Linked DNA regions of Rattus norvegicus: region 2 is linked to region 1. Evidence: chromatin contacts called from public Hi-C data. All regions are on one chromosome and are shown on one strand. Each heading gives the region's core, a stretch centred on a gene start, on an enhancer-like site or on the middle of the called end of the contact. The rest is flanking DNA. Distances are from core to core; before and after follow the strand shown. Region 1 has its middle 99 kb from the start of Nedd9. Region 2 holds the start of Nedd9 (neural precursor cell expressed, developmentally down-regulated 9).

Evidence for each region. A called contact is a pair of places that touch in the nucleus more often than the background predicts.
Region 2: a Hi-C map of the A7r5 cell line shows a contact between it and region 1, with 2.8 times the contacts expected there. The contact joins the promoter of Nedd9 here to the enhancer-like site in region 1. A contact is called at or near these places in 5 of 12 Hi-C or Micro-C datasets (the A7r5 cell line, Schwann cells, kidney and 2 more).

What each region holds. Positions count from the first base shown.
Region 1 is chr17:23,523,023-23,526,491 of GRCr8, reverse strand. It overlaps a transcript of Nedd9 not described here. Among named protein-coding and RNA genes, the nearest start is that of Nedd9, 99 kb to the left of the region's middle. Within about 2 kb of position 1,296, at least 11 of the 93 cell types and tissues checked have an H3K27ac peak or open chromatin away from gene starts, as enhancers often do. A contact at or near this core is called in the A7r5 cell line, where this site is marked.
Region 2 is chr17:23,622,246-23,625,284 of GRCr8, reverse strand. It overlaps Nedd9 (neural precursor cell expressed, developmentally down-regulated 9), which reads right to left and starts at 1,324. Exons shown (of 7, transcript NM_001011922.2): 1 at 1,210-1,324. The coding sequence starts at 1,221.

The sequences.
Region 1 (3,469 bases), core at 47-2,546:
ATGTGCCTACGAGATTATGACGGGGGCCTTGGAGTTCAGCACCTCATTTAGCTTTAAATTCCAGACAGCTGAAAAACAATCCACCTGGCCCGCTCTCCTTGAAGCACAGCCCGTTGAAGATGGTTATCAGGGGAGAGAGGGTGCCTTCAAGGTGGGGAGAAGCTCAGAAGAGGGCAGCTCGTGGAAACTCCCGTCCTAAGTGGCACATGCCTCAAAACAGAGCGCCCGCATTGAGTTTTGGGTGAGGGCAGGTCTGTTCCAGGCAAACTGTTGGCAAAATGAGTCCAATCTTCAAGCTCACACGCGGGAGCCTGGTGTGGGTGGCTTCAAAGTCATCTCCTGCAAGACACCGGCTGTTTCTGATCTCTACCTCTCTTAGTAAATTTCCACTTGTGACATGTGACCTCACTCTGCCTTCTTATCAGGCGATTCACAGCTCTCATCTCCTCAGCCCTTCTCCTGCCTCTGAAGCTCAGAAAACGGAGAGTTTGTCTCTTATTTATTTCATGTTCATCATTCACCATCCTCCCCTACCCTCCACTTCCCCACCACCCCCAAAATAAACCACTCTTGGTGTTAGAATTCTGTCTAAGCTCCACCCCCACAGTTACCTGGCAACAGACAGGTATGCTCCGCCCACAGTTACCTGGCAACAGCCAGCTGTGCCTGAAACTATAAAAGGGGCTGCTTGCCCCCTCCTCATTCTCTTGCCTCTTGCTCTTTCTCTCTTCCCCTTTGTCCCTTCTCTCCCCATTCCCCTCCCCTCTTCCCTCCACGTGCTCATGACGGCTTCTACTCCTCTCCTCTTCTACTCTTCTTCTCTCATTAAACCTTTCCACACCATGTTGGCCTGGTGTGGTTTGTCGGGACGGGAGCCGAGATTTCTACCCCAACACTTGGTGCTGGAGAGACGGCACAGTTAGTGAAGTGTTTTCTACACAAACATGAAGACCCAGGTTTGGTCCCTAGTGCTCACATAGAAAGCCGCCGGACATTGTAGCACATGCCTCTAAGCCCAGGCCTGAAGAGGTGGAGACAGGTGGATCTCAGGGAACAGTGAGTCTAGTCTAATTGGGTAAGCTTCAGATCTTAGAGAGACATGAGGCCCGGGCAACCACACCCAAGGTTGACTTCTGGTCTCCACATACACACATACATACGTGGGGAAGCACACACACACAAAACACACGCCCTTTCTTTTCTTTGTTTTTACTCACTCTCCTTTTATAAGTGCCTGCTCCTTCCTGGTAAAGATTCAGTGTTTAAGAAAACATCAGGGATTGAGACAGAGTGGGAGGAGGGGGCGTCCACATACTTCTCATTCCAAGGCCTTTTGACTCTAGTTATAAATGCCAGCAGCCAGCTCTTTCTGTATAAAAGGAATCTGGGGAATTCTCATGGAAGTGGGGGTGATATTAATGAAGACAGATAAAGTTTTTAAAAGGTTCTTCATGACTGAAAGAGGGCGACTGGGAAGAGGGCCTGGGAAGAAGCTGAGGTCAGGGAGTATGGTTAGGAGCTGGGAGTGAGATGAATGTTAACTCAAAGGTTCTGAGGGAAGAGAATGAAGAAATCCAGTGGGGGAACATCTAAGACTTCACAGGGAGGAGTCAGGAGGGGGATGACAGCCAGAGAAGACAGGCTGATTAACGCTTTCAACCTGAGCCAAGAAAACTGCACAGGGAGAGACCATGCCGTTTGTGACTTGTGCTGACAATATGCAGTCTCACATGATGGGACGGGACTTCAGGGTTTCCAGGTATTTGTGTAAGAGGTGACTTTGGAGTTCAGGACAGCAGAGGAATATATAGAGATCGGACACCAAAATAGCAGGTGTGAGCATAATAACCATTGTGTGTGTGTGTGTGTGTGTGTGTGTGTGTGTGTGTGTGTGTTTGTGCCTACGTGTGTGTTCTTCTGGGGGTCTTGCAGAAACAACCATCTGAAGTAGAAACTTCTAGTTCTTTAGAAAATTTAGTTACATCAAATGATGGTTTGCTGGAGCACACAGGTGAAACGGTGTGTGGATATAACAGACACGTGAAAGGACACTTGATGAAGGAGTATGACTCTGACCCCACGGACAGTGGGAGATGGGTATTGACCTTCGGTTTGGTTTACTTCACCCCCCTATTCTTCCCTAATGACACCTATGTACTGGTTCACTTCACAAAGCTGTTGTTGGGCTCAACTTGTGATAACACCACCATTGCTTGCCTCAGGCTGGTTGGCGAGCCTGGTGTTCTTCAGGTTGGAACTACAGCTGCCCAGTGTCTGCTTGCCAAGAGGCCTGGACTGAAGCTGTTGGTTTGTGCCTGGTGTCTGCCTGTCTAGAGAACTGCTCTGCAGCTGCTGAGTCATATTTGGTGTTTGCTTAGGACTGAACTGCGGCCAAAGAAGATCAAGTTCACCCCCAAAGAACTATGGCTGAACAGGTTCACTTCCCTCATATCCTATTAACTTTTTTCTTCCACTGCCTCTGCTGGGTGGTGGGCTAGAAGAGAAGCCTTATTAAAAGTAGGTTGCAAAAATTTATGTCTACACCAACCCCACCCACCTTAGCTCCTCATTTAGAACCAGGCTATGCCTGCTGCCTTGTCTCAGCCATAGAGGACAGTGGCTTCAAGTCTAAGGGGAACTCAATTGCCAAGACTGATATCATTTGTAGTCCTCCTGTCCTCTGCCCTCCAGTTTCCAAGGAGACATTCCAGGGGAGGAGAAATGGTTGTGACCTCCATTTCAAGCCCGTAGAAACAGGGTGGGATTTTCTCTGAGTAGATCACACACAGCACAACATGCATCGGTTTGTAAATGTCAATAGAGCATGAAGCCAGTGCATTGGTGGAAGGTGCTTTTAGCTAAACTCAGAAGACTGCTCTGATTAGATGAAATGGAGACAGTTTCAAGGTTACTCTCATGGCACTGTCCCTAGTTTGTCACCTGCCACTGCAGGTATTGTATTGTTCAAATACAATTTCAGCACCTGCTCTCTTAAGCTCTGAACCTAGGCCTGCAGGGGTACCAGGATCTCTTATCTAAAGTCTCTCTTACATAGAGTCCACTTTTAAGCTTCCTCCAGGCCCTAATCACTGCTTAACACAGTCTACTGTATCTAATGATTGCTTTGGCCTATTTAATCTCTCCATCCTTGGAAGGTGAAAACTTCTCAGTTAGTGTTCATCCAGTGAGCAGAAATGTTTGTTGTCTCAGGATTTATATCTTTTATGTTGCACCGAAGGGAGCTTTCTGCAGTAGGTCCTGTCCTGGCTTCAGCAGACTCTCCCAGCCCTACTGTTTTAAGTGATAATGGGGACAACCTTGGAAACACAGTGTTAGCCCTTAAGGACACACCCAGCAATGCTTTTTAGCAAGAACTTAAATATCTGAGGTGCACTTTTGTTGTATGGCTATAAAATGGCTCAGTGGCCCCCAGATGAGTTCAAAGTCCCCTCTGTTTACAGAGTGGAGT
Region 2 (3,039 bases), core at 75-2,574, 99 kb before region 1:
GCTGTCTTTCTGACTGACTCCTGGACCCATCCTTTCTTCCGCCCCTCCCCACTGATGTAGGACGCAGTGGAAAGCTGATAGGGGGTGACAATGGATACCTGGGTCTCGAGACTGCGGGAACTTTCCCCAACAACTATCACTCTTGCTTCGGTTCACAGCCTTTGAACAAGATTTATAGACTTGGAACTAGTGACTGTTAACTTTAGCAAGTGTTTACAGCTCTCTATCTATCCAAAAGGAAGGGCCAGAGGCTACAAACCACAGAGGGAAGCCAAGTTAGCCCCCTAGCTAGGTCAGTTAACTGGGTCTGTTAGGCCACCTTACCAAAATGAAATTTTGTAATAACACTGTCTTTTAAAAGTCGAGGACTCACGCCTATTCACCATTAAAATAAGAAAAGGGATCCTAAGGCCAAGTCATTGCCATGAACTGCTACTGTGCCAAGTCCCCTGGAAACTGCCTCCTTAGACGGGATGTGCTGAGCAAGTCATAATCATTTTGCCAAGAGTAACCCCAGAAACCGTGGTGCAAAATGCAGTGGAAAATAGCGTTGCCAAATATGAGCAGGACATTCTGTAAGCGTCAGGGAAAATAAGCCAACCGGAGCCTTTATATTTTCAGACCCATTCAACCCCAATAAAGTGTTATCCAGAAGTGACTAACACCCTTTATTCACGAAATCAAACTATCTAAGGATGTGGGAATTCTCCATCATCGCCCCTATGATTAGCGTCTGTGTTTTTAATTTGCCTCTACCGAAAGGACCTAGAGCAGACAGCTTCCCAGATCAAGTGCTTAAGGCAAATTCTGAAAAGATGCTTTTAGAGCCTGTTAGAGCCTCAGCAGTTCTGACTTCTCTCTTATTAAGGCTCTCCAGGCCAGCTTTGGTCAGGCAGCGACCTGCGACTTGCCTGCTGCGAGGCGAGTTAGACACCTTCTGATCTCCAGTGGCCGCTGTGGCTGCTAGGTTAACTCTTCTCCACTGCCTTCCGCTACCCACAGCAACTTTCAGAATCGTGTACCAAGAACCGGTGGATCTGAAAGCGCACGTCTGCTTGCGGGTACACCCCAGGGAACCCTGGAAACCAGATCAGACGCAGCTCAGCAAAACCAGACACACAAGGGATCCCTGCCCAGTTGTCAAGGTGGAAAAGGAGCCCGCACAGCTGCCTCCAGCCTCTCAGGAGACTGTATAAAAGGCACTCTTACCTTATACTTCATCTCGGCGGTGGTCAGATGAGCCCTGGTCCTATCTAGTCACACTGCAGTGTCCGCCCCTCCATTGAGCAAAGGGCTGGATGGGAGTGAGAACGTTCGCCTCCCGCGCACTGCGGAGTCTCTGAGCTCACAGTCCAGATCCAGACCGGCAGAGCGCGGACCTAATTTGCATGTTTCACCGCCATTGGTTGGTGAGAGGGGGGAAGGTAACGCCTCCACCCCGCCCACCTCTAACTTCAGAAACCCTCCGACAAAGAGCGTGTAATAGGATCATTTCTTTTCACGTTATCAAAAGGGCGGAGGAGAAAACAGAAAGTGGGAAGGCAGCCCAAACCACCCCGCGAAATAAAAATATTAAGAGGAAAGACATAGGAACCAGACAAAGGAGGTACGTTCCTTCTGAGAATAACCTAAGTTTTAAAGAATCCAAATCCACAAAGCAGTCTGAGGATTGCGCTTCCTGTGACCTAGCAACTAGTTCATAAACCCATTTCATTTCAAAGGCATTCACCTTACAATCTCTACATGAAACGAGTTTGAGGAACAAAAGGTTTTCTGTCTCCAATCCCCTCCCCCCCTTTTTTTTACTAACCACCCCTGCTGATAACTCTCTCTCCCTCTGTCTTTTCTCTTTCCCTTCCCTTTTCTGTGACTGCTTTTTTCTTCTTCAGTGTTCAAAGTACTTTGCTAAGTCAGCCTGCTAGGAGCTTCAAAACATTTCTTCTTCAATGAAAAGGAGCAAGCACCAGGTTTTCCCTGCACCATCTTGCTATGACCTCAGAGAGAGAGAAGTGTCAGACACATTAAGAGATCTTGGCAGGCTTTGATGGGGATAAAGGTTAGGTAGAAACCCATGCAGGTTCTATAGAACACACTCTATACATCATTGCTGTCCACCCAGCACTCTCTGCTCTTTGACCGACCGCTGGCCTGGCCAGATTCAGCATTGAACACTGAGGCCTTTTCCTTCTGACCTCTCTCCCCCAAATGACCCGTTAGCCCACTCACACTTATTATTCAGGGAAAACACTACTGTTTGATAAGCCTGTTTAAAGGGAACAGCTTCTCTCTGGCAAAGCCCAGGACATGATTTGTAGAGCGGTTCCATTTTGAGATTTCTATAGAGAAAGAGAATCACTCAGGAGAAGACAGACGTTTCTTTTCCTTGGGCCTCAGCATTTAGAGCATTCAGGACCATCCCCTAGTTGGGATGCATTCCAGCCAGACTGCACGACTCGGGTGGGAGAAAAAAAAATCAGTTCTTACTTTTTTTTTCCTGACTAAACTGGACCGGAATCAATTTTGCTTCCCCATTCCCCCCTCTAAATTCCCAATGGATTAAAACTTTTGAAAATAAATGATTTAAACAAAAAGCACAGGAGAACAGATACCCCATAAAAGTAGTCTGGGGGAGTAGGGTTTACATTGACAATAGAATCTATGTTTGGCTGCAGCTCTGATTTTGCTCTACAAGGTGCCCTGGCAACCTTTGGGAAGTTGACACATCCCTATTAAGGCCCCTTCCAGGTCATGGCTTTCACTTCTTGACCTCAAAGCAGAACGGAACCTGTGTGATTTGCAAGGTCTTTTTGGACACAGATTTGGCTCAAAGCAGATTGTGGTAGAAGGCTCATCTCGGCAAGCCCTGCAGACTCACCCTCGTGAGAGAGTCCAAGGTCTTTTTCTCTAGAAGATGCGTCCCGGCCCCCAGGAGATGGAGAGAGCGTCTCTTTAGCAGCCAGGCTGAATCATCTTCAGAGGAATGAATGAAAGCAAGGCTAAGTCATCCAATCTGAACATTGCAAGAACAGTTTGCCAAAG